Linked DNA regions of Mus musculus: all the other regions are linked to region 1. A link is a contact called in public Hi-C and promoter capture Hi-C data. All regions are on one chromosome and are shown on one strand. The core of a region is the stretch at or near the end of the contact, and the rest is flanking DNA. Distances in the headings are between cores, read along the strand shown.

Region 1 (6,106 bases), core at 1,313-3,812:
AGGACTTGGCATCGTCTAGTCCCAAGAAAGCTAGCACCAAATGAGACTCTGGCCAAGATCCTGGCCCTCTTTCTCAGTGTCATGTGTGGGTACCATGGACCCAGGGTGAGCATGGGGCTGTGGTCCCCAAGAGGAGAGTGTGAGAAGAGTGCTATAGGATGTGTCCTATAGATTTGGGCCTGGAGGTCTGTCTGATGCCTCTAGACAGCAGCAGAGGTTTGGAAATGGCCTCTTCCGAGAGCCAACTGCTTCCTGTGTAAGGAGCTGAGCAGGGTGCAGGCCCAGCTTCAACCCGACAACCACTTCCTCTTCTCTTCTGCTTCCATCGGCCCTTTTAAGGTAAAACTTGGGGCCTATCTCCCCTTCCTGTTTCACCCCCTGAGGAGTCCAGGAGTGAACTTCAGCTGAAGAACAGCAGGCTCAGAGGGGAGGAAAAAAAAGGGTTTTGCCTCGTCTCCACCAGGGCTTACGCTTGAAGGGTCCCCAAAGTCCTCGCCAGACCTGCAGCCTTATCCTTAGCAGAAAACCCCAAGCCAAGATTTGGGGGACCTGCCCCCCTTGTTTTGTCCCCAGAGAGCTTAAGTAGCAAATGGCCCTGTCCCATTTTACAGATATCAACACAGAACCCCAGGGAAGCTGGGTCACAGTCAGCTACTGAGGACCCCACAGTCTCCATGGACAGCAGAGTCCTCCCCAGGACCATTGAGGTTCCGGAAGCTCACCTTGCCTAGGGGTAGCACCAGGAAGGCCCCTCCCCCACTGGCCTCACAGATCAGAGCCATGAACTTGGGGTTGACAGCGCAGAAGCCACTGTCCCAAGTGGTTTGTGAGACGCGCACATCCTCATAGCACTGGTCAGCCTTGGCTGGCTGTCCAAACACGTGGCGGAATTTGCTGGAGCGAACCACCTGCCGGCTCATCCTGAAGGATACAGATTGTAAACTTTTCTTTGGGTCAATCCCAGCCGCACTTTGTCATCCCCAGAGCAACCCTTGGCCTGGCCTTGAGGGTTCCAGCATGGCGTCTGAGGCACCCTGACCATGACTGACAGCTTGCTTATCTCCCTGCTTACCCTCCCCAGTTTTTCTGTCAAATTCCCAGGCACTTCAAGCCACACCCTCAATCCTGCACCATCAGCCCCTACAACAGCCTGCTATGGTGTGGCTCCAAGGGTCTGGTTCTTGACTAAGACACAGTGCCTCCTTCCTAGTGGTCCAGACAGTCTGGAGATAGGTTCCCTCCTATCGAACTCTTCTAGATCCCACATCCCTCACACAGAGCTTCCTAAAGGCAGGGCAGGGCTTCTCCCTGGCCTTCCAGCTCAGGGATGGCACACAGAGGGATGCAAGCCAGCTTGCCTAGGAAGGGATGCAGTAGCAGGATGGCTTCCCCAGGTTTCTGGCTACAAGAAGCAGCAATGGCTTGGGTCCCAGCATCTCCCCAGACCTCTGCTCCTAACCTCCGCTCAGAAAAAAAGCAGATGTTCTTCTGAGCCATTTCTGCTTCCGTTAAACTACACTCAGGAGAGGCCCACCCTGACTTCCCTGAGGTCCGCTAAGATGGTTACCCACTGTGGCTAGGCAGCCAGCTAGTGAAGCCCAGGGGCTGCCTCTATCCTGTGCCCAATCCCTCCTCCTTCCTGCTCAGTAAAGGAACCTCGGCTGCGCTGTGGAAGGCATCCTGCCCAGAGCCTCTATCCACCTCCCCAGCCTCACCCATCTGCTCTGCCTTAATGGGGGACTCAGCCCCTTCGTGCTGGGACTCCAGTCCTCGCACACCCCGGTATCACCAAGGAGGCTCCCAGGTCTATTAAAAATAAAAGCAGGTGAAGTGCCTGAGTGAAGTCTCCAAGACAGGAAGGGGACACAAGACCCCAGTGAGCAGTCTGGATTTGGGAGAAGGAAAGCCCAATCCAAGGTAGGGGCGGAAGATGTGCCCCACCCGGCCTCCTCCCCCACCCAGGTACCAAGCCCGGAAACCACGGAAAGGGGAACTTAGTCTTGTTTTGCACTCAACCCCTTCCTGTCTCAAAGCTCAGGGCAGCTACTTGGCTCACCCCACCCTGCATCCCCCACCTTCAGAAGCTCCCTCCCCGGGGCATAGGTTCTGAGCCCAGCTACGGCCGCTCCCAGGAGCCCACCTCCATCTTGGTCACGATGGTCCTTAGCCCTCACCTTGGAGCACTCTGGGACCTACTTGCCCCTTCGAACTCCCTCGTCCTCGATCCTCCTGGCGGGGCTCACAAACCGGCTCTCTGTCCCCAGCCTGGTGGCTCTGACAGCTCGCCCGCCCCCACAGTCCCACAGTCCTGCCCCCACACTGGCGCTGGCCCCACAGGTGGCCCATGGCAGCGTTGCCTGGCCCTTGTGACCAGCCCTCCCCCGGCGCCCAGCCTCACCTGCTGCGGAGAGCTGAGCGTGACCCCTCCCAAGTAGAGGAGGAAGGAGAGAAGGATGGAGGAGCTGCAGGCTGGCCACCGAGGATGCTCTGTCAAGACAATGAATGAGCAGCGGCCGTGCGCCGGCCTCCTCCGGGTGGTAGCGCCCCTTTGGGCGGAGCTCATGGAGGCCCGGCCCTTCGCTCCAGGGCTGCAAGACTGGGACCGCTCCCCATGCTGTCAGCTCCAACCCCCGAACAGATGCTGACGCGAATCAACTCTTCTTTTAATGTCAGAACGCAAAAATATCCCGTTCCTTCATCCCTCCCCCAGCCGCCCGCTGCCTCCTCGAGGTCCTTTCCCTGGCACCGGAGAAAGCTTTAGAACGGCTTCAACCAGCTTGAGAGCCTTCTCTGCTACAGGAGGGACCTCTCCTGTCGTTACCCCAAATGGATTTCTGGGAGGCCTTGGGGGGGTCATTTCTCCTTTCTAGGGATTTAGGGCTTCAGCGGGGACACCCTTGTCCTCTGCTTCGTGGCATTGAGGCCCGGAAGAAGTAAAATAACTGGGCATTATGGAGCACCTGTTCTGTGCTGGGGCTATGGAGGCAAATGAGTAGTGCTCCCCCTCTAGAGAGCTCTCGGGCCATGAGAAGAGGGAGTCGGGAGTCCGTCTGACACAGTTTAAAAGCCACTGAGTACACACAGAAGTCTGATATCACACACAGCTGGGCTGTGGTCCATTCCTGTCCCTTGAGGGGAGTGGGTTGTCACGGTAGCAAGGGCAGAGGAAGAAAGGCCTTTGCTGGAACCATTGTTGTGACTCCTGGCTGTCACTCATTTGAGTGACCTTGGGCAGGTTAATTTAATCTCAGCCCCAGTTTCCTGTCTATAACAGTCTTACCTGCCTTCGTATGGAGATGGTCACTCCAAGGATAGCTGGATTTGCATCTACAGAGTGGCAGGTATTAATTAGTGTTGGGGTCTTACAGTCAGATATGGTGGCCCACACCTGTAAATCCATTACTACGGAGGCAGAGGCAGAAGGGTCAGTGAAACCAAGGCCAGCCTGGTCCACATGTAAGCTCCAGACCAAGGCTACATAGTGAGACCCTGTTTCAAAAACCCAAAAGATGTTGGTTCTTTTCATTATTGCCATTTACCAAAGCTTTGGGCTATCCTGGGAGGAAGAGGAAACACCACAAGTGGCTCTGGAGAAGGGTAGGGGGCTGAGGCGCAGTGTCAGCAAAGCTCAAGGACACAGGTGTGCTGACAGTCATCTGTAGTCAGGAAGCTGAGGCAGGAGGCCAGCCTGGGCTACATAGCAAGACCCAGTCAGAAGAAACTCTTCTTTAAGGTAGAAGTAGTTCGAAAGAACAGAAGGGGCTCCAGTTGTACTGATTAGCCGTGTGATCTTGGCCAAGAGGCCCCACCTCCCTGAACCTCAGTTTCTGTAGGAGAGAAACAAGAAGTCCTGCCCACCTCACAGCTAACGGTGCGGTGCGTAAGGTGTAGTCTGAAGTGTTCTGCAGTTACTCAGTACAGGGTTGGATAGTGCCTGAGGCTCTGTGACTGTAGCCAGCGACTCTAGAGTCTCCAGCTAAAGTGATAACAGTAATGGGGCTGAGAATGGAGTTCAGCTGGCAGAACACCTCATAGCATGCATAAAGGCATGGCCTCCAGCATCACATAAGCTAGGTGCCGGGCTAGAGAGACAGCTCAGTGGTGAAGAGCGCTCACTGTTCTTGCAGAGAACCAGGATTTATTTCATTCCTAGCACCCACATGGTGGTTTACAAACCATCTGTAGGCATGCATGTGATGCACATACATACAGGCATGTAAAACAACCACACACATTTCCTTAGTTACTGTTCTATTGCTGTGAAGAGACACCATGACCAAGACAAGTCTTATAAAAGAAAGAATTCAACTAGGAGCTTGCTTACGGTTTTAGAGGGTTAGTTAGTCCATGATCACCTTGGGGGGCGGGGGAGGGGGGAGCCAGAAAGGCATAGTCCTGGAACAGTAGATGAGAGCTCTACATTCTGATCCACAGTCATGGAGAGAGAGAGAGAGAGAGAGAGAGAGAGAGAGAGAGAGACAGAGAGAGACAGAGACAGAGACTGGGCCTGGTGTGGACTTTTGAGACATCAAAACCCACTCTCAGTGGCACATTTCCTCCAATGTCCAATAAGACCCCACATTAATCTCAAGCACTCCACCAACTGTGATCCAAGCATCCAAACGTATGAGCCCCTCTGGGGGCCATCGTTATTCAAACTACCACAGACATAAAATAAAACTTAAAAATCTAAACCGTGGCCGGGCAGTGGTGGTGCACGCCTTTAATCCCAGCACTTGGGAGGCAGAGGCAGGTGGATTTCTGAGTTCGAGGCCAGCCTGGTCTACAGAGTGAGTTCCAGGACAGCCAGGACTACACAGAGAAACCCTGTCTCAGGAAAAAAAAAAAAAAATCTAAATCGTGAGGTGGTGGCACACGCCTTTAATCCCAGCACTTGGGAGGTGGAGGCAGGCGGATCTCTGATTGTGAGGCCAGCCTGGCCTGAAGAGCTATGAGTTCTCTATGAGTTCCAAGAGCTACACACAGAAACTCTGTCTCAGAAAAATAACAGATAAAAAAATCTAAAAAAACAAAACCAGGTAAGATGGTGATTGGCCATAATATTGGATAGCAGAGATGGGAGGCTCAGAAACTCAAGATCATTCTTAGCTACAGTAAGGAGTTCAAGGCTCGTTTGTGTTATATGAGATCCCATCTCAAGCCTTTCCTGCAAACAATAATAGCTAGTGTTTATTATGCAGCTACTATATGCCAGACTGTTCTAAACATTATAGATTTATGTGCTCTCTGGGTGTGCTGGTACAGGCCTCCAATTCCAATACTCTGGAGGCTGAGGCAGGTCACCAGCCTGGGCTACGCAGCAAGACCTTATCTCAAACACAAGCAAACAAAAAGTACTATATTCACTTAATCCTAAACCCACCTTCCACCCTGAGGGTGGCTACTATTTGGTGGTGCTCTCACTCGCTTTGGCAGGAAGTGTATAGACATATACCACCTTCAGCCCCAGGGGGCCTAGTACTCACACTCAAACAGAGAACTCGGTGAAACCCATGCCTTCGGGGGCGGTGAGCCTTACAGGCTAGCAAGAGAAAGCTAGGCAGTCACACGCCTAGGCGCAGTCTGCAGTATGGGAAGGGGAAGATAGCATGAAGACAGGAAGCTGTTATAGAGGACAGACACAGAAACCAGTGGGAGGGTTCTCCAAAGCAGATGTTGACAGAACACAAGAGTGAGTGTTAGCTCAGTGACAGGTGGGCCCAGCTTCTCACTAAAAAAGGCGCGCGCGCGCGCGCGCGTGTGTGTGTGTGTGTGTGTGTGTGTGTGTGTGTATGGGTGTATACGTGTGTTGGAGACCAAACTCAGGGTCTGGAGCATCCCAGGCAAGCATTCTGCCACTCGGCTATCCCCTGAGTCCTCATCTGTGACATCACCTTGGTTTTCTTTTAGGGACGTTGCATTCCAAATCAGACCATCTGGGATTCACCCTGTGGCCATGCTTTTCTGTCTAGTGAACTCCACTTTCCCTGTCTTAGCTGTGGGAAGATCACTAATTTGATCTGTGCTGTGAAAAAGAGTCCCATCTTGGAGCTGTGTGAGGTGGGGAAAGCCCTCTTTGCACGGAATATGAAAACACAACCCTAAG
Region 2 (6,239 bases), core at 2,812-5,311, 1.1 Mb after region 1:
TGGTATATGTGGTTAACTACTGAGCCTCAAGGCTTGGCTTCTTCAAGTGGAGTTAAAGGCTCAGCAGTATTATCACAAGAGAATTTGGAAGGAAAGTAAATCTAAGATCTTGGGCCTTGTGCAGTTCTGGGCTTGCTGCAATTCTGGGGTGGGGCCAGCAGTCCACCTCAGGGACTTAGGCCAGTAGTGTGGGGGTAGGAGGACTCTGAACTCTTTCCCCCGGAGATAGGGGAGGAGGCTGCCTCTGGACTCACTCTGCAGTGGCTAGCAGTCTCTTGAGTGTAGGTCATCCCAGTAGGGTTTTGTGGACAGAGCCACTTGTGGAATGTAGCCTCAGTGAAGCTGAGACAACGGTGGGACTCAGAGAGATGAATGCTGTATCAGGGAGTTAGCCAGGCCTTGGTTTCTATTGCTGTGATGAAACATGAAGTCCCCAGAGGCCCTCGGGGAGCAAAGGATTAACTTCATCTTACAGCTTAGAGTTCAGTATGGAGTCAGGGCAGGACCTCGGGCAGGACGGGGAGCAGAGCAGAGGCCATGGAGGTTCACATCTTACTGGCTTGCACGGCTTGCACTCAGTGGCTTGCTCGGCCTGCATGTTTATACTACTCAGGTCTACCTGCCCAGGGTGGCACTGCCCATAGGGTGGCACTGCCCATAATGAGCTGGGCCATCTCATGTCATGAATTGAACATGATATGAACATAAAAAATATATATATGCCCTCACAGACTAGCCTGCAGGTTAATCTGGTGGAGAACTTTTTTTGTTGTTGTTTTTTGTTTTTTGAGACAGGGTTTCTCTGTATAGCCCTGGCTGTCCTGGAACTCACTCTGTAGACCAGGCTGGCCTCGAACTCAGAAATCCGCCTGCCTCTGCCTTCCAAGTGCTGGGATTAAAGGTGTGAGTCACCACTGCCCGACAGTGGAGAACATTCTTAAGTTGACATTTTCTTTGCAGATGAAGACACACTAGCTTGTGTCAAGTTGACAAAAGAACAAAACAAAAAGCCTAACCTGCACACACCACCAGAAAAGGTCAGGTAGAGAAGAGATACTATTTCATTTGTGTTTGAGAATGCTTTTCTTGATACCAGAAAGTAGATCGGGCATTAGCACTCAGGAGGTAGAGGTGGGAGAATTGTTGCTAATTTGAGGCCAAGTAGGTCTACACAGGCAATTCAGTCCAGGCAGAGTTACATAGCAAGGGTGTGGGGAGGGTGCCTGCAGTCAGACCGGGTTCTGGTGCAGAACGAATGAAAGGAGTTCAAGCAAGCCTGTTGTTGAGCCTCTGTAGTCACGGGAGGGTGGAGGGTGCTGTTTATTGGATAATGGGTAAAGACACCGAGCATCCTACTAGGGACAGAGCATTGAGCAAAAGTTCCTGCTTGCTTGGAACTGCCGTTTCTATGGAGGGAGGAAAGGGTCAAAAAGCAAAAATGTATACAGTGTATCAGATCCCTGAGATGGGGGCTTAGGACTGAGGAATGTTGAGACTTGAGAGCTCTCCCGGAAGGTTTCCCTGAGGGGATAGGAGCAGGTCAGCTGAGATGCCACGTGTTGCTGTGAAGAGCCAGTCATGTGGAGCAGCAGCAGTTGAGGAGACTCCCTTGTTGGGAGCAGGTGTAGGGCAGATAATGAAGACCACGAGGACAGGCTGGGAGGAGCGCTAATACTACTTTATCTGCCTAGGGCAAACTGAGAGTCGAGGCCGACTGCAGGGGGTGGCAGAACTTCGCCTAGCTGGTCTGGAGCTCACAGATGCCTCCCTGAGGCTCCTGTTGCGCCACGCTCCCCAGCTCAGTGCCCTGGACCTGAGTCACTGCGCCCACGTTGGGGACCCCAGTGTCCACCTCCTCACGGCTCCTACTTCCCCTCTTCGAGAAACACTGGTGCACCTCAATCTCGCTGGTAAGTGCGATCCCCCGTGTGAAGTCCCTGTCTACCGTGTGCTACCTCCTTAGCTGTCTAATCTCAACTGCTGCTGCCCCTTACGCAGGGTGCCACCGCCTCACGGACCACTGCCTTCCACTGTTCCGTCGATGCCCACGTCTTCGCCGCCTGGACCTACGCTCCTGCCGCCAGCTCTCACCTGAAGCTTGTGCCCGGTTGGCGGCTGCTGGGCCCCCTGGCCCCTTTCGCTGCCCAGAAGAGAAACTGCTTCTCAAGGACAGCTAGTTGGGTGCCGATGCCCCCTTCCCTTCCCTTCCCCAGGACTCAGCCAGAGAACCTGGACCTCTTGCCTTCATTTCACCCCCTGTTGGGAGGCCAGGTTATTTTCTTCATGACTTGGCACTCCTCAGTTTAATGACTTGGGATTCCTGCCCAGGGACTTGAGCCAGCCTTCCCTCTCTCCCACCTGCACTGATATCTCTGGGGGTCTTTGCTTCCCATCTCTCCCTTTCACCTGCTTCATTGTCCATCCCCTCTGGGGAGTGGGTCAAGAGGTACTGGGGAGGTGCTGAGCCAAAGGGATGGTGGGAGGGAGGGGCGGTGAAGGTGCAAGTCTGGAGTAGGGAAAATGAGGTGACATGGTATCTTGTACACAGGATACTGGGGGCTGGGGGAGGCGATGGATGGGTGTGGGGAGGGCAGAAATCAGACCAACAAGGGTTCAGGGAACAAAGACCAGTTGGGTGGGATGGGGGGCCAAAAAGGGAAAACAGAGGAGCAATTGGGGATCCGAGTGTCAAGACAGGGGGCGCTACAAGCCAGGTAATGCCAGGACTGGGGGCTGGGAGAGGAGCAGATGTGGGGATAGTACCCTCTGCGTAGGGTTGCCTCTCTCCCCTTCCCTCTACCCAGATTTCAGTTTTCCCCGACCTTGACTCCTTGAACGTCACTGAAAATGGCAGCTATTGCAAGGAGTAGGGGCCGCGGGTCTACCTGCTGTTAAGCTCGGTGGCCCAGGGGAGTGGTGAGGGGTAGCCCAGACCCCTGCCTGGCTCTCTACACAATACTTGAACATTCATCTGTACTGAAGTGTTACTTGAACCGGGGGAATCTCGGACTTGGGGGAGTGTGATGTGAGGGGACCAGCTTGACCGAGACTGGGCTATGGGTACCCAGTTTGGACTGTCCCACCCCTAGCTCTCTTGCATTACTGTCTTGAACAGCTCCACCCTTCACTTGAGTTGGGGTGGGGAAATGTCAGCTTAAAGATGGGCAAGATGGGACTCCTCCAGTTTGGCTCTTCCCATTCTTTCATCGTCATGGAAACTCGTGTCCCATTTGCCCAGGGAACTGCCACTCCTGGTTGCCATGGAAATAGCAGCCAATGGACACCTCCGGAAATCAGTGCTAAGACTGGAAACGGTCCCTCTTAGTTGCTGTGGGAACTTAGTAACAGACTCTTGGCACCTCCCCTCTTCCCACCCCTTTCCTTCTTCCAGTGTGGGGGTGGGGTCTCAAGAGCCTGAGGGAGGAGTCAGGTCTAGGTCCCACTCAACTTAGGCCAGGGGGAACTGGATTGTACTACATGGGGGTGGGGGGAGGGGAATCTATCCACATACCTCAGGTAACAGGAAGGTGCGCGGGTTGGGGGCGGGGGCTGGGCGGACCAAAGGCAGGAGGGGGGGCCTGGGGTTGGAGAAAGGCTTGACGGTGGGGCCGCTTGCGGGAGGGGAGGAGGCACCCCGGCGAGGGACAAGTGGGGCACCCAGCCGGGCTGGACCCCTAACCCCACAAGTCTGTACAATAAGGTTTGCTATAAAACTCAGAATCTAGCCGGGGCCGCTGACTTTTTGTGTCTGTCTGCGGTGTCGAGTCTGAGTGGTGGGTAGGGATGGTGGAAGGGGCTCCTTTGGTCTCTGGGAGGAAAATGGGCTTAATTTTCCTGAGATGACTGCTCAAAGAGGAGTGTGGAAGTCTGGACACCTGTGAATGTCCAGGTACATACACTGGGTGGTCTGAGGCCAGCAAAGTCCCAGCAAAAGCTGAGGCTGAGCATTCACGTCGTGGCCTGGGTTAGAGGGTCCCTTGAGATCTCTGCCCGTGGGCAGACTGCAGGGGTTCGTCTCACGGCTCCACCCAATCATGTGGTCACCGGGCTCCGCCCCTGCCCCAGTTCCTGTTTCGGCCCCTGGGCCTTCTAGACGCGTCCGTAACTGTTCCCGCTGGGTCTGCCTTGCCACCCAGGATGGGGTCCCACCCGCGCTTGGGCCGTCCCTTCTTGGGGATACAAGGCGCCTCGGCCCCTCCTTGACCATCTGCGCTTGTGGTGTAACTGCTCTCAGGATGAAGGGCGGCGAGGGGGACACGGGCGAACAGGCCCCGCTGAACCCGGAGGTGGACAGCCCCGCGGGCTCAGCCACGTACCGGGAGTTCGTGCACCGCGGCTACCTGGACCTTATGGGGGCCAGTCAGCACTCTCTGCGGGCGCTCAGCTGGCGCCGCCTCTACCTCAGCCGGGCTAAGCTCAAAGCCTCCAGCCGCACATCTGCTCTGCTGTCGGGCTTCGCCATGGTGAGGGGTGGGAGGGGGTACACGGGGTGGGTAAAGCACGTGGTGGGAGAAGTCAAGAAAATGGGTCCCCAGTACTGGACTGAATAAAAGGGTTTCTTTAGGATAAAAGAAGGAGCTAAGTCCCAAGGGACTGGAAAAACCCTTTATGTCGGGCACAGCTCTAGGAATATAAACAGACTGAAGATCGGTCCCAGAAATGCCGTGGAAGAAGGGAGTAAAGAGGTCAGCAGATGCAGACTGGTGGGGGGAAAGTCTGAAGTGGCTTAGTTACCAAGTCCTCGAGAGTTGAAAGGCAGTCAAAGCTGAATGAGAGCCTATATCAACCAGATCGGGGAAGGGGGATAGTGTATGTGAGAGTCATTTGACTGAAGGGCCCACCTCTCAGAAGGCACAGAGAATTGCCGGGAAAACTAAGAAACCATGAGGAAGCTGCTGGGGAAGGAAGCTGATCAGGGAGCTAGCAGATAAGTCTGATAAACTGCAGGTGTGGGAGGATAATGTCAGCTAACGGTCCCAGCAGTGGCCCCGGGAAGTGGAACTGAAGATTCCAGAGTGTGGCCTGCAGATGTGTCCTGGTTCCTCCCTACTTAGGGCCAGCTGTGCGGCCCCAAGTCGACATCCACTCCAGTTGCCATCTTTAGGAAGTTGTGACATCATAGAAGGTGCTGTCTCTGTGGTCTGCCAAGCTTTTGTCCAGGAGGATGTGGGATTCTTATGGAGACCCCCTAGAACTAGGTGTGTTAGAACAAGCTCCGCTTAGCAAAGGAGGCTCTTCTAGAACAGTGTGCTATCTAGACTACATGGAAGCTGCTGTTTAGACAAGGATGCTCCGCAGGGTATGGGTGTGGAGTGAAGCTCTGCTAGTTTCAGTTTTCTTCACACTTGGGGGGAGGGCACCCTTCATAATGTACCCTTGTGTAAATAGGCCTTGGAGGGAGCTAAGGTGAGGGCATATAAAAGTAACTTAGGTCAATACCTCCCTTTTTTCTGCAACCTCAATATCAGGACGAAAGAATCTGTAATCTTAAAGGTTGCTCTTGCTCTGTTGCTTGTAAGGGGCCCAGATTTCCCCCAAACAGCCCCATAGTTCCTGAGGACATTTGACTGAAAGGAATCAGCACCACAGAAAGAAGGGCACAGCAGCTTGTGTTTGAACCACGTGGCTCCGCCTGCTTCTAAAGGAACAGTACAGTGTGCAGCAGAAGTTGCAGAGCAGATCGTTGTGGTGTCAGTGTGAGAGGGCTTTCTCTGAGGAGCAGTAGGCTGAATGTGTAGGTTCTAGGACCGCCCCCAGTCCTGACAAAGAACCCTGGGTTGGACCCTGGGAGACACCAGAATTAAGCCTGGCCCAGATCCCTGTTTGTGAACACACCTGCCTACTATCTGCGGTGGCCCAATTCCCCAAAATACTCAGTTTTATTTTTGTAAGTACCACTGTATCCCTGCACCACAGTAATCTCGGGATCTGTAAGAAATGGGCCGGGCGTGGTGGCGCACGCCTCTAATCCCAGCACTCAGGAGGCAGAGGCAGGCGGGTTTCTGAGTTCGAGGCCAGCCTGGTCTACAGAGTGAGTTCCAGGACAGCCAGGGCTACACAGAGAAACCCTGTCTCCAAAAACCAACAAACAGAAATGGGAGATATCTTCCTAAACCCAGGTGGCCTGAAGTTAAAACATACAAATCATATTCACAGGCTGTGAATCTAGCCTAGTTCTAGTTGGTAGAGTATTTGCCTACCATTCAGGAAATCCTAGGTTCAATTTCCATTTAAACAAC
Region 3 (6,222 bases), core at 3,104-5,603, 1.0 Mb after region 1:
GGAACAGCTGGGAACCTAGTTTTATCCTTGAGAGGCCTGAAGCCTAAAAGACAGAAATACAGACTCAAAGTCTGTAAATATTGAGAAAACAGCCTGATAAATATTGAGATGAAGGGAAGGAAGCTTAAAGGTCTGTAGAAACTCAAAGGTGTTGATGCTGATGGGAGTCTAGCATCAGGGGAAGACATCTAGGAGGAGATGATAATTACACAAGAGCCAGAAGTGTGGGCCTATGGCTCCACATGGAAGGGATGGCTCAGCTGGAGACAATGCTGCACCTTCCTGAGGGGGGGAGCGGTCTGGGGGCTTCCTCTGGGCCTGGGTTCCTGTGAGTGAACTGGGGACTGCAATCTGCTGGGCCCTGGGCAGGGTAAAGGTCGCTGAAGGGCAAGGTGGGGGTGCAAGGGAGGCGAGGTCCTGGCTCAAGCCCTCACCCCACATGTAATCATGGCGTGACTACAGGCCATCTCAGAGCCTCGTGACCCCATCTGAGGAACAGAGCATGAGCCAAAACTGTCTCCAAAGACCCTCCCCAGCCTCGACAGGGAAATGACATGACACAAAATTACAAAAGGGTCTTTATTTATAAAAAGCCAAAGGGGCCCCTGGAGCAACAGGACAGGAGGCAGGCGGCTTCTCAGGGGTCAGGGGCATTTGGACAGATGCGCTTGAGTGGGGGGGCGCCCTCCGAGTCCTCTGTGTCACCCTGGGCTGCCTCAGGGACAGATGGCACTGGCTCAAAGACAGGGTAAGCTTCGGGGGCCTGAAGAGGAAGGGCGGACAGGTGTGAGCTCCACTCTAACCCGAGAGTACAGCCTCCTAGCCTCTGCCTTTTCCACTCTGCTCCCGTGGGAACCCAGAGTCTGGCCCAGGACCGGGTAACCAGAATGTAGGGTAAGGCACCAAAAACAATAGCAACAGTGTTTGGGGGAAAGAACTTGATTTTTCTGAAAAGCAAATCAAGGTAGTTCTTCTAGGGGAAGGCACTGTCGTAGGCTAAGTTTACAGCTCAGGACGTGTGTCTGTGCAACGCAGGGGACCCAGGCTCTTGCGCACGCTTAGGAAGTGACGTTCCACCAAGCTGCATTCTGAGCCTAGATTTATTTATTTATTTTTTAAGTCCTTAGAGGAGCACCAAGATCATTCCAGGCTCTCGCTGCTCTTCTACCAGCCATGATGCAGCCCTCAGGGTGCTGTCTGTAATACTCTTCACCCAAGAATCCAACCTCCAGCTAAGCCTAGCACCAAGTCTCCCTGCTTCCCCAAAGCCTCCAGTCCCCACAAGGCCAGAGTGCAGACTCTGGCCTCTCTCACCTCAGCTTCTAGCAATTCTGGAACAGGCTCCTCCTTGGTCAGCTTTGGGGGTTCATCAGTACCGCCTGCAGGTGTCCCCCCTGGATCTGTAATACCAAGCAAAGAGAGACTTCCTAAGCAGCTACTCTGTGGTGGGAGAATGGATCAGGGACAAAAGAAGCAGGCAGGCACTGGTCACATATGGCAGCAGCAGAGGGGGATCCCTAGTTGCCAAGGAAGGCAGACTCAGTCAGGTTGGATCTCGTTAGTGGGGAGTGAGCCAGGAGACAACAGAGGTAGAGCAGAACTTAGGCAGACAGAAATAGATGCTTAGCAACCACGGATCCTAAATCATCTGCAGAATGGAAATAGTGTCAGTCAGACCACGAGAGGCTGCTGTGTGTGGGGGTCAAGGGTGGAGCTGCTCAGTAAGTGCCAGGTAGCAAGTTCATTCATTCACTTACTCATTCATTTCTTACATTTCTGTGGTAGTAGAGATGGGGCTCAGGGCCTTAGGCATGTCAGATAAGCACCTACCACTGGACGCTTCCCCTGCCCTATCCGTTTATATTAGCAAAAGTATTTGGAACAATCTCGGTATGGCCCAGGGGCCATGTCATGGTGTTCTTGACAGGGGAACAATTTTGGCGGCAACAGTTTGTCAAGGCCTCAGTGTGAAGTGAAGGAACCAGAGGCTGCGGGGAGCCGAAGAAGGATGTGAGGCAGGAAAATAGCCGTCTCGAACGTGTGCTTTAGGAGAGCTGCTCTGCAGCCACCGGGGACAGGCGTGGAGGCCAGAGCAGGTACAAGGGAGAAACGAGAAGGCAGAGCCAAAGGCACAGGAGTCAGGCACGCCTGGGAAGTGGTACTGACCAGACAAGGGGTGGACTATTTGAAGACAGAGGAGCTGAAGAAGGCTCAGGCCCAAGGTGTTGCTCACTGGCTCTTAAGTCTGGGCATCTTTCTCTGGATGTTGGTCTCCTCGTGTACAGAGAGGACTCATGATAGAATCATTGGTCCCAAAAGATGACAGTGAAGATTAAATGCGAAAACAAACAACAGAACTTCGGAGTGCTCAGAGGAACGACTCACAGACAAGCGGTTCTGTTAGCTGTTAATCTACTGCTATTAATCCCTATGATTATTGGAATTATTTATTCCCTGAACATCTATTACGCATCCCACATGATCAAGATCGGTATGGCTGACAGGAGATGATAACAGAAAAAGACAATAAGCAAGCAAAGAAATAAATCTGCAAAAAAAAAAAAAAAAAGTCAGCTGGTGATATGCTCCCTACAGATCTAAGAAGCCGGAGGATTGAGGCACAGCTGGAGGTGATCTCTGCCAGGGTCAGGGAAGATTCCCTGAGGGAGGCGGGACCGGGTGAGAGGACATAATATAAGAAACAAGGACAGGATGGTGGGTTCAACTTTGATGAGAGGGCTCCTGAGAGCCACAGGGCCCTACCTCTCTCCTGACCCAATTGTGGGGGCTGAGTATCTTCAGTAATCACTTCTGGGGGTCCAGTTGGTGATCCAGGGCGGCTGGGCTGGGGCGTCCCCCCAGGGCTGGGCTCAGCACCCTTTTGCAATGAACCTTCAGAATGGAAACTCTGGTTGCTGTTCTCATCTGATGAAGCAAAAGCCGCGCGTTAATTAGCCAGAGATCCCCAGGGGATTCCTTCAGTCCCCCCCACCCAACTCCATTCCAGAATCTCTACATACCATTGAGATCCAGTAGGATGAGGGGGCCTCCCCCTCTGGGACTGGTGCCCCTACCACGTCTCTCCCGGCCACGGGATCTCTCTGCCCCGCCTCCTGCCCGCCGCCTCTCCTGGGGGTTAGAGAGGTAAGATCAGAGCTAGTTGTCTAGGGAGCTCTTACAAAGCCCTTCAATACGAATAAGGAAACCTAGGCTCAGAGAAGCGAAAGGTGCTGCATCAGGTTGTGTAGATTGAGTTAGGCCTTGAACTTGGAGAAAGTGTGTGTGTGTGTGTGTGTGTGTGTGTGTGTGTGTGTGTAAGTGCGCTCGCGCCCCCTAATAATCGTTACCATCTGCCTGGGCTCCACACTGGAGTCTCCAAGCCGACTGAAGGTGGAGGCCAAGGCTGGGAGGGAAATTGCTTGAGGCTGCACAGATGCAAGGCCTGTTGGGGGTTGGGGCTTGCTCACCTCCTCCTGGGGATCCACCACAGGCACCCACTTGAAGATTCGAAGGGAAGTGTCTCCCACAGTCACCCAGCGCTTCTCCCTGTGGGAGGTCAGGAGACTGGATCAGGGAGGCCCAAGGATGAGCCCCACAGACTGGAGGTCAGGGAGGTGTGCTAGGGTAGGGACAGCTTCGCTAACACTGGCACAGAAGCAGAAAGAGCCCTCAAACCCCAGGGCAAAGCAGAAACGGATATAACTTGGAGCTGCGGTTTTGCAGACACCTGGGGCACTCAGCAGGGCGCCACCAAGGCCTGGCCAGGGACTCTGGCAATGAAGACCCGGGGCCAAGCTTGCTAGAGTGTCAAAAGCTTCAGGGGGCGGGGCATAGATGAGGGCTCCCGCTCAGGGAAAGCACCACTCCGGACCACGCTTTGTAGACCTCTGGGAATTGCCGGGGAAAGGGGGCGCCCTGTCGATTCAGAGCACAGCTGGTGGGCGGGGGCAGCGGGCCAGGAAAGGGCGGACGCGTTTGGAGGAGGTGGCTTGGCTGTATCCCTGGCCCGGGGGCAGCGCTCACCATCTCCGGACCTTCTCGATGGTCGCCATCACCTTCTTGATGTCATCTTTGGCCCGGCTCCGGGTCTCGGCCCGCACGGTCCGGCCGGCCATGCTGGCGGGGCTGGGGCCGGGACAGAGCCCGTGGCGGGGCGGCCTGTGGTCCGGCGATCTCAGGCTGAGCGCCAGGCCCCAGCGCCGCTCTTTCGGCCTGCCGTCCCTCCGGGAGTTGGCCGCGCCCTCCCTCGCTCCCCAACGCCTCCGCGCGTCCCCGCCTGGCTTCCTAAGACCGCGCCCCGCCCCGGCCCGTCCCCGGAGCGGCCCGGGCGGCGCGGGCTGCTAGAGCCCCGGCCTGGAAGCCCGGCCAGCCCCGCCCCGGCCCGGGCCCGCCCCTCGGGGCGCACGGACGCACAGCGCCCTCTGCCAGCCACGGAGAGGGAGAGCTGGGGGGCAGCTGTGCGGCTGGACGCGCGCGGCCCGAGCGAGGCGGTGCGTTCCGGCCACGTGGGCTCAGGGGTGCGCGAGAGGGACTGTCCTGGTGTGCGTCCGCGGCGGGTGGGCGTCCCTGAAATGCTCTGTGCGCGCGTCTGCCCTCTCCAGGCTGTTTGATTCTACGCTGCCCAACTTAATTTGTTCATTCATTCATTGAACAGTCCCATGAACAGTGCCAAGTACGCGCCAGACGCTGCGAGTGGAGAGCGGGCCTCCTCAGCCAGAATGGCGGGAATGAGAAAGACCATGTAGATGGGGTAGCAGAGCAACTTGGCATTCCTTGAATCAGGTTGTGTAATTGGTAGAGATACTTTGGAAAACTGATAGTCTTCCAGTGAAAAACTTATACCAACCCCGTTTTCCAACACTTTCCACTCCCAAGCTATCAACACTCAACAGAAGAAATGTGTGCTTGCCTAGTTTTTTGTCAGCCTGACATAAACTAGGTCAGCTGGGATGAGGGAACCTTGGTGGAGAAAGGGCCTCAATCAAGATGCCCTATGGGTAAGTCTGTGGGGCCATTTTCTTGATGGTAGTTGATGTGGCAGAGCCCACACCACTGAGGGCAGTGCCACCTCTGAACACTCTAAGAAAGCAGGCTGGACAAGCTTTGGGGAGTAAGTCAGCAAGCAGTATTCCTCCAAGGTCTCTGTTTCAGTCCCTGCCTCCAGGTTCCTGCTTTAAGTTCCTTCCCTGACTTCATAACGGACTATCACTGCAAGCTGAACTACATTCTTCCCTCCACGAGGTGCTTTTGGTCATGGTGTTTATTACATCACTAGAAACCTCACTAGGACAAAATGTGGTGTCTGTATGAACACCAAGATATGAATACTGGAAAGTTTGGGACTCTTTTCACAGTAGCAACAACCTGGAAACAACACAAAGAATGGAATGGAAGGGGCTGGCGAGATGGCTTAGTGGGTAAGAGCACTGACTGCTCTTCCAAAGGTCCTGAGTTCAAATCCCAGCAACCACATGGTGGCTCACAATCACCCATAATGAGATCTGACGGCCTCTTTTGTTGTGTCTGAAGACAGCTATAACAATAAATCTTTATAAAAAAAAAAAAAGAATGGAATGGAAAAGCAATTACAACCTATTTCTACCATGGACACGGACAGAACAGCCAGAATCACCAGAGTCCAGCTATGTGCAACAGTGAAGAGAGATCTTGGATGAAAGAAGTCAGATGTGACAGCATGCATTAGAATAATAATTAGAATAATTAGAATTATATACATACATACCTACATATAATTCTATATATAACAGAAAACAAATACATTTTGGGGGGGGGGTCTGGACAGTGATCACTATTGGGACTACCAAGCAAAAGAAGGGGTTTCTGGGACCCGCTTGTCACACTGGTCTTAAGTCTGTCAAGATGTACATTTAATACTTGTGTAATATTTCTTGTGTCTATTATAGTTCAGCTAAAGGTTTACTTAAAATGGATGCTGTCAAGATGTCTCAGTGAATAAGGCATTTGCCACAAAGCCTGATGACCCAAGCTCAAAAATTGGGAGCCCATGTGATAGAAGAGGGAACCCACTCCTGACAGCTCTCAGACCTCCACACCTCTTACACATCATACACAGGCAAAATAAATGAGAGACGTTTTGGTTTTTCCTTTAAAAGAAAAAAGGCCAGATGTGGTGGCTCACACTTTAATCCCAGCACCCAGGAGGCAGAGGCAGACAGATCTCTACATGTTTGAGGTCAGCCT
Region 4 (6,181 bases), core at 1,199-3,698, 1.0 Mb after region 1:
GCTTGGGGTAGTACTGAGCAAATTTTCTAGGACGCAGGAGGTCATCCACATGGCACAAAGCAGTCCCTTTGGCAACTGAGAGTTCACCGGAAGCCTCCAAGGCTCAAAAGACAAGGCATGAGGCTTCACAGCTCCAAAGGCTACAATTCAGGTTGAGAAAATTTGGTCAGTGTGTGCGTCCTCTGTTAAAAGGAGAGAGGGCGCCCCCTGGGAAGAGTGCTGGGTAGAGATGGTTGGAAGACTCAGATGAGGACTGAAGAGGGAGGGGTGGGGGTTAAGATGGGGGTAGCCTACTCGTCAATTTTCTTTTCGCAGAAGCTAACTGTCCGGCATGATGGATTCCTGGGCTTCCAAAACGGCTGGGCTGAAAGGGAGCTCGAAAAAATAACTGCAGCCACACGCCCCGTGCCAGAACTGGTTACTTTCTTGAATACTTTTAACGCTAATTCAGCGTGGAGGTGAGTATTAATCATAACCCCTTTCGGGTAAGAAACTTAGGTCTGATGACTTCCTACGGTGGAAAGGAGATTTTGTATATTCCAAGGTCGTCTTCCTTTGGTTCGCACCACGTGTAAGGTATTAATTTGCAAAGGTTTAAGATAGGAAGCATCGTGTGCGAGACGTCCAGTCTTTATAAGGAACAACAGCGTGGGTATACTTTTCGGAGAGAACCACGCCTCCCTTGTCGCGACAATATTGGTTATGGTTTGCGTTCTTTTAAAATATGAAATCTTCACGATCCGAAAAGGCGGACATTCTATATTCCCAGGTCACTCCGATGTTTCTCTCTCCCGCACTGATTCCCACAGGTGACATCAATTCTCCGCCACTGGAGAATGAAAACTTGGGACTACATTTCCCTGCAAGCCCTTTAGAAAAGGAGGCCAAGAGCAAAGAGACTTTCCGTTTCCGTCCGCTAGCAATTTGGCGTGTTCACGGTGATACATATTTCAACAGTAGCGTCCTTTCTCTGTACAACTAAAGCAGAGACTACATAACCCACCAGGTACCGGCACCGAGGGGCAAGCGACTAGGTTGCCATCTCTGTAGTAGTCCTCTCCTACACATCCGCCGAGAATAGTATTAGCGGTTGGACTACAAATCCCATAGCATCATGTGCTCCTTCACCCTCCATCTTTGTGGTAGTCCCCGCCCCGCTCACTTCCATTGTCTCGACAGAAGATAAAGAGGGGAGCGAGGAAGACTACAATTCCCGTCTGGCTTTGCATCATCGAGTGCGGGATTTTGATAGTTCAGGCGGGCGAGGAGCTCCAAGTGGTAGAATGAAGCAGCCAGGAAAGGTTAGGTATCCTGCCATCTTTACGGTAGTCTCTTTATCCTCCCGGTTCTGGCATTCTTAAAGGAACATAGGAAGGCTAGAAAACTACTATTCCCATCCCACTTCATAAGATCGACTTATTAGGTGTACGCCCCTCGATCGCCATCTTGCTTGTAGTCCTCGTTTCTTTTCACCTTTCCATTGTTCCTGATGAGTAGAAATGGCAGCGGGAAGGCAGCAGCTGGACTGCGACTCCCGTCAGGTACCACACGCGCGGAGGGTTGTGGACCAGAGGGCGTGTGAGTGCCTGGAAAGGAGGTCGGGTCGGGGGAAAAGGCCATCTTGCTTGTAGTCATTCTTCCCGCTCCTTCTCTATGTCCTGCTACGGGGAGTCTCGGGTCAACTGGACTATAATTCCCGCCATGCTCGGCTTCCAGCGTGGCATCCTTCTCGCCATCGTATTTGTAGTACCGGCTGGCCCTTGTGTCCCACTTTTCCCACGATAGTGCTAGAATTTGGAGAACTACAACTCCCGTCGTGCTTTGCACGCGCTCGTCCTGGAAAGTAAAGGTGGTGAAGGAAGGAGGGAGAAGGGGGCGGGGTTCCTCTGGGAGAAGGAGGGAGTAAAAAGGAGGAGGAGGTGGGAAGAAGGGAGGGAAGAGGGAGGAGAGGAGGAAGGAGGAAGGAGCTGAGGAGGGATGAGAGCGGCGACCTGGGCCCAGGGCCGAAGCAGCGCGAGGCTAGGGGAGTAGGGGTGCTAAGACATCCCAACTGCCCCCACCCCCTTCCTGCCTCTGCCCCATCCTTTCCTTATACCCTCCCATTTTAGGAGTGGATTTATTCAAATTTTATTTAAATCTTTATATCTTGAGGGTCGCGCGTTTGAAGGGGGGAGGGCGGGGGCGCGTGCAGGCTGGGGGGGGCGGGGCCGGAGCAGCTTCCTTCACCCCCCTCTGCGCGCCCTGTCTCTGTAGGTCAGGGGGCCGCAGTACAGGGGCGGACCCAGGGGAGGGGGGCAGGTTGCAGCGACCCCCCCCTCCCCGGGAACCGGCGGTGGGCGGGGTTTGAACCCCGGAAACGGTGGGGGGCCCCTGGTCTTTCCCTGGACCCCTGGGCAGTTGGAGCTGGGAAGGGGCCAGTTAAGGGTCGGGGGCTTTGGGGAAAGGTGGGGGTGGGGAGCTGAGACTCATACCCGGGACTGAGTGGGGCCCGGGCAAAAGCTGAGCACCCTGCGCCCGAGGAGCCCCCGTTGGCCTGGGGGGGCTGAGGGACTGAGCCCCCCAGAGCAGGACCTCCCCCTGGAAGGGCCGCGCCGCAGCCCGTGGGAGGGCCTCGCCCCCGGCGCTCCCCATCTCCACTCGCTGCTGTCCCGGCCTCCGCCGGAGGGAGGGGCCGAGCGCCCTCGGGGGGCCGTGGACCCCGGCGTTCTGAGCGTTCAGCGCCCCGCGCCGCCCGGCCCCCCCGCCGCCGATGGCCGCCGACCCGCCGGGAGCTGCCGAGAAGGGAGAGATGGCTCCCGGGACACGTGTGAGGTGGGTTCATGCGGCTCCTCCTCACCCCCAGACCTGGGCAGCTCCCACTCCCATTCATCCTCAGCCTGGCCTCTCCCTTCCTTCCCCGCCCCCAGCCTCACCCTCCCTTTGCTCCAAACTCCTTCTCCAACCTTCTCTCCTATAACCTCCAACCCCAGGGAAGTGGCCTTCCTTCCCCGACCCTGCTGCCCCTTGCAGACCTCCCCCTCCACCCCGCCTCCAGTCGCCGCCCTCTAGGCCCCTCCCCCGGAGTGCTGGAGGGCCCCATACCCTGTGGATGGTCTGGAAGTCCTTGGAAAGGGAGAAGCCTGGGGGAAGCAGGTCTAAGACTGATTGGGAAGAGACCCCCCCAGGCTTGCTGAGTCCATGTGGGATTTCAGAGGATCTGGTTTCCAGGGGCAGGAGAGCCCCAGGGATTCCAGACAATTAGGGATGAAAAGCAGGCTGGTAAGATGTGAATGGGGGCGGGAAGACCTAAAGCCGAGCCCACCTTGAATTTTGTTGAGATGTTAGGGCAACTTGTAGAATCCTAGGGAGTCTGGGAGATTACCCAGATTGCCTGAGGGATCCTATTGGATAATTTGGAGCCCCCAAGGACTTGTGTGTGGGCTGAGAGGGGACACTAAGCATTTCAGGGGTGTCAGCCCGGGGAAGTGGAGAGCACACACTGGGTCACTAGAAATGGAGTGGGTCTGGCTAGAGTACCAAGGTTTGAAAGGTTTGGATGACTAAGTACCCACGTGAGAGAAGGGAGAGGGGAAAGAGTGTGGTGCATGCCCCTGGAATCTGGAGGTAAATCAGTGAGGGAATGGGGGGTGTGGGTAACAACAGGTATGAGTTGAAGCTCCCTCAGGTAATGCTACAGATCTGAAGCCTTTTCCAGGAACCTGGGCTTGGGATGTTAGAGGAGGGGCCTCAGTGTCCCTCCTTCCAGCAGGCGGGAGGTCTTGAGGGAGTGGCCCTCTGCTCAGGACACACACTAAAAGGCTGACCTTCTCTGAGGGTAGAAACAGAAGCTCTGCCCCCATCAGAGGTGTAGTGAGCTTGCGGCCAGGAGACTCTCAGGCCAGGCTTTGCAGGCCTCTCTGACCTTACCAACCATCTGCCTACAGCCCTCGGCGTTGCTGACGCCCCCAATGTCGTCGAGCAGCCGGGGACCGGGGGCCGGAGCGCGCCGACGCCGAACCCGCTGCCGTCGTTGCCGGGCCTGTGTGCGAACTGAGTGCGGGGACTGCCATTTCTGCCGAGACATGAAGAAGTTCGGGGGGCCCGGGCGCATGAAGCAGTCGTGCCTGCTTCGGCAGTGCACCGCGGTGAGTCTTGAGCCCCATGCCTGGGGTATGTGGAACCTCAGGCCTATTTGCCCAGAGCACCATCAGTAGTAGTACGGGGCCTGAGCATTCTCTGGGTGTCCAGCAGCAGCAGCTTCCCCGGGGTCCCTTAGGGGTGCTGCTCATACACTCACTTCTGCATTTCTTCACTGACTTGCTTAAATGTTTGATTTTTGTCTTTGTCGAAAAGTGGGCTACACAGAAGAGTCAGCCTCAGGTCTGTAGAGAGTTCGGCCCCTGCCGTATGCCCCTGCCCCCAGGTATCTGTGTTCAGGGGACCCAGCTCTACCATGGGAGAAAGCTTTTGCCTTTCTCAGGTCTTTCACACACCTTCAGGTGTCTTGAAATTGAGGCCAGGACCCCCGTCTTGTGACCTTGAGCAAGTCACTCTGAACTTCAAGTACCTTCCCTGTAAAATGTTTCTTTTGCTTCGTAGCAAAGATTAGATAGTAGTGTGCCATGAATGTCCTATTGAAAGGCCCAGCTCCGGAGTTATCTGGGAAACGTAGGTTCTCTTCTGCCTCCCTCATCCTTTCAGCAGCCTGGGGCACCAGGATGGCCTTTCCCCAGCAGCCCGCCTCTCCTCCTCCTCCAGCCACTCTTCCTGGTTGCACTTTCACCCCTCAGCCCTTCCCCTTCCTTTGTCCCCCAGCGCCTTGCCTCACCTCACCTTCTGATACTTTTCCCTTGATCTAGATCCCTGGCTGTCAGCATCCCTGATATGATTCAGTCCTACCATTGTCTTCCCTGAAGTCACATTGTCTGGAGACTTCTGCCTTTACCCTAGGCCTAAAGCAGCTGTGACCTTATATGTTCCACCGACCTTTCCTACTGGGCTCACTGTGGGCTTCCAGATTCACCCTTGGACGGCCCCCTGAACAACCTTAGAATTACCCCCAGACTTGTTACTTCTTTAACTTGTCTGAGCGTTGTCATTTACCTGTGGTCTCTTCCACTCCAAGCCAGTCCCGAGTCCTGTGCTAATGATAATAATGACAGTAGCCGTGTCTCAGCCCCTCATGTGTTGTCTTGTTCTTAACCATGGTCCTGTAAAGGAAAGGTCTGTCACCCCATCTTAGCGACAGAGGAGTGGTGAGGTTAAATCCATCGCCGAAGGCCATCCTGGCAAATTAAGTATCTGGCCTATGGGTTCTGACCTCCTTCATCCTATAGCTGATGTGGAAGAGCCTTTACCCTCCAGCTTGGATTTGAGGTCCCTGACGGCCCCTCTTTCCCAACAGCCCGTGCTCCCACACACAGCTGTGTGCCTCTTGTGCGGGGAGGCTGGAAAGGAGGATACAGTGGAGGGAGAAGACGAGAAGTTTAGTTTGAGCCTCATGGAGTGTACAATCTGCAACGAGATCGTCCACCCTGGCTGCCTGAAGGTGATAATCCTGGGAACCAACCCTGCAACCTGGCTGGGGTAGACTGTCGGGGAGCAAGGAAGTAGGCCACACTGTCCCAGGGCATATCCTGGCACCTTCTATTCATTATTTGGTCTCTTGCCTACAGATGGGAAAGGCTGAGGGTGTTATCAATTCCGAGATACCCAACTGCTGGGAGTGCCCCCGATGTACCCAGGAAGGACGGACAAGCAAGGTAAAGCAGGGGCTAAGATAGGGACAGGGTGGAAGATCCGGAACTAGCTGGGGGCCTCATCCCCAGCTTACACTTTCCAGGATGCAGGTGAGGGTCCAGGGCGCCGCAGGGCTGACAATGGTGAGGAAGGCGCTAACCTAGGGGGTGGATGGAAGCTGACAGAGGAACCACCACCTCCACCACCCCTGCCCAGAAGAAAGGGACCCTTACCTGCTGGCCCTACCCCTGACGATGTGCCTGGGCCCCCCAAACGGAAGGAGAGGGAGGGGGGGAATGAGCCCCCCACCCCAAGGAAAAAGGTGAGGAGCAGAAGGGGACGGCTGTCTTAGAACATGGGATTCTGGGAGCTGTAGCCTGGTGGGTGGGTTGGTTTTGGAGCCAGGTCCTACCTGACCTGGGGAGTGAGGCTGCGTGGATTCCGCCAGAGGTATTTGTGAGTT

What was found. Promoter capture Hi-C pulls out the DNA fragments that hold promoters and counts their contacts. Hi-C and Micro-C count contacts between places; a contact is called where the count stands out from the background.
Region 2: a contact with region 1 is called in a Hi-C map of the CH12 cell line. The contact joins the promoter of Orai3 here to the promoter of Coro1a in region 1. A contact is called at or near these places in 2 of 39 promoter capture datasets (liver and pre-B cells), 2 of 484 Hi-C or Micro-C datasets (the CH12 cell line and uterus), 2 of 115 datasets of contacts at active chromatin or transcription factors (pancreatic cancer cells and thymic regulatory T cells) and 2 of 9 other capture datasets (adipose tissue and liver).
Region 3: a promoter capture Hi-C map of pre-B cells shows a contact between it and region 1, with 2.6 times the contacts expected there. The contact joins the promoter of Bcl7c here to the promoter of Coro1a in region 1. A contact is called at or near these places in 2 of 39 promoter capture datasets (liver and pre-B cells) and 2 of 484 Hi-C or Micro-C datasets (B cells and embryonic stem cells).
Region 4: a promoter capture Hi-C map of liver shows a contact between it and region 1, with 5 times the contacts expected there. The contact joins the promoter of Fbxl19 here to the promoter of Coro1a in region 1. A contact is called at or near these places in 2 of 39 promoter capture datasets (liver and pre-B cells), 1 of 484 Hi-C or Micro-C datasets (embryonic stem cells) and 1 of 9 other capture datasets (adipose tissue).

Annotation. Positions count from the first base shown.
Region 1 is chr7:126,702,254-126,708,359 of GRCm38.p6, forward strand. Coro1a (coronin, actin binding protein 1A) reads right to left here and starts at 2,563. Exons shown (of 11, transcript NM_009898.3): 1 at 2,399-2,563; 2 at 723-921. The coding sequence starts at 920.
Region 2 is chr7:127,765,754-127,771,992 of GRCm38.p6, forward strand. Orai3 (ORAI calcium release-activated calcium modulator 3) reads left to right here and starts at 4,062. Exons shown (of 2, transcript NM_198424.3): 1 at 4,062-4,463. The coding sequence starts at 4,236. It overlaps Fbxl19 (F-box and leucine-rich repeat protein 19), which reads left to right. Exons shown (of 11, transcript NM_172748.2): 10 at 1,692-1,910; 11 at 1,999-3,175. The coding sequence ends at 2,177.
Region 3 is chr7:127,704,413-127,710,634 of GRCm38.p6, forward strand. It overlaps Bcl7c (B cell CLL/lymphoma 7C), which reads right to left and starts at 4,354. Exons shown (of 6, transcript NM_009746.2): 1 at 4,024-4,354; 2 at 3,468-3,546; 3 at 3,021-3,129; 4 at 2,764-2,925; 5 at 1,315-1,400; 6 at 566-763. The coding sequence starts at 4,115. The coding sequence ends at 638. Mir762 (microRNA 762) reads left to right here and starts at 4,075; the gene lies at 4,075-4,150.
Region 4 is chr7:127,744,327-127,750,507 of GRCm38.p6, forward strand. It overlaps Fbxl19 (F-box and leucine-rich repeat protein 19), which reads left to right and starts at 2,449. Exons shown (of 11, transcript NM_172748.2): 1 at 2,449-2,811; 2 at 3,924-4,124; 3 at 5,384-5,527; 4 at 5,655-5,741; 5 at 5,822-6,040. The coding sequence starts at 3,948.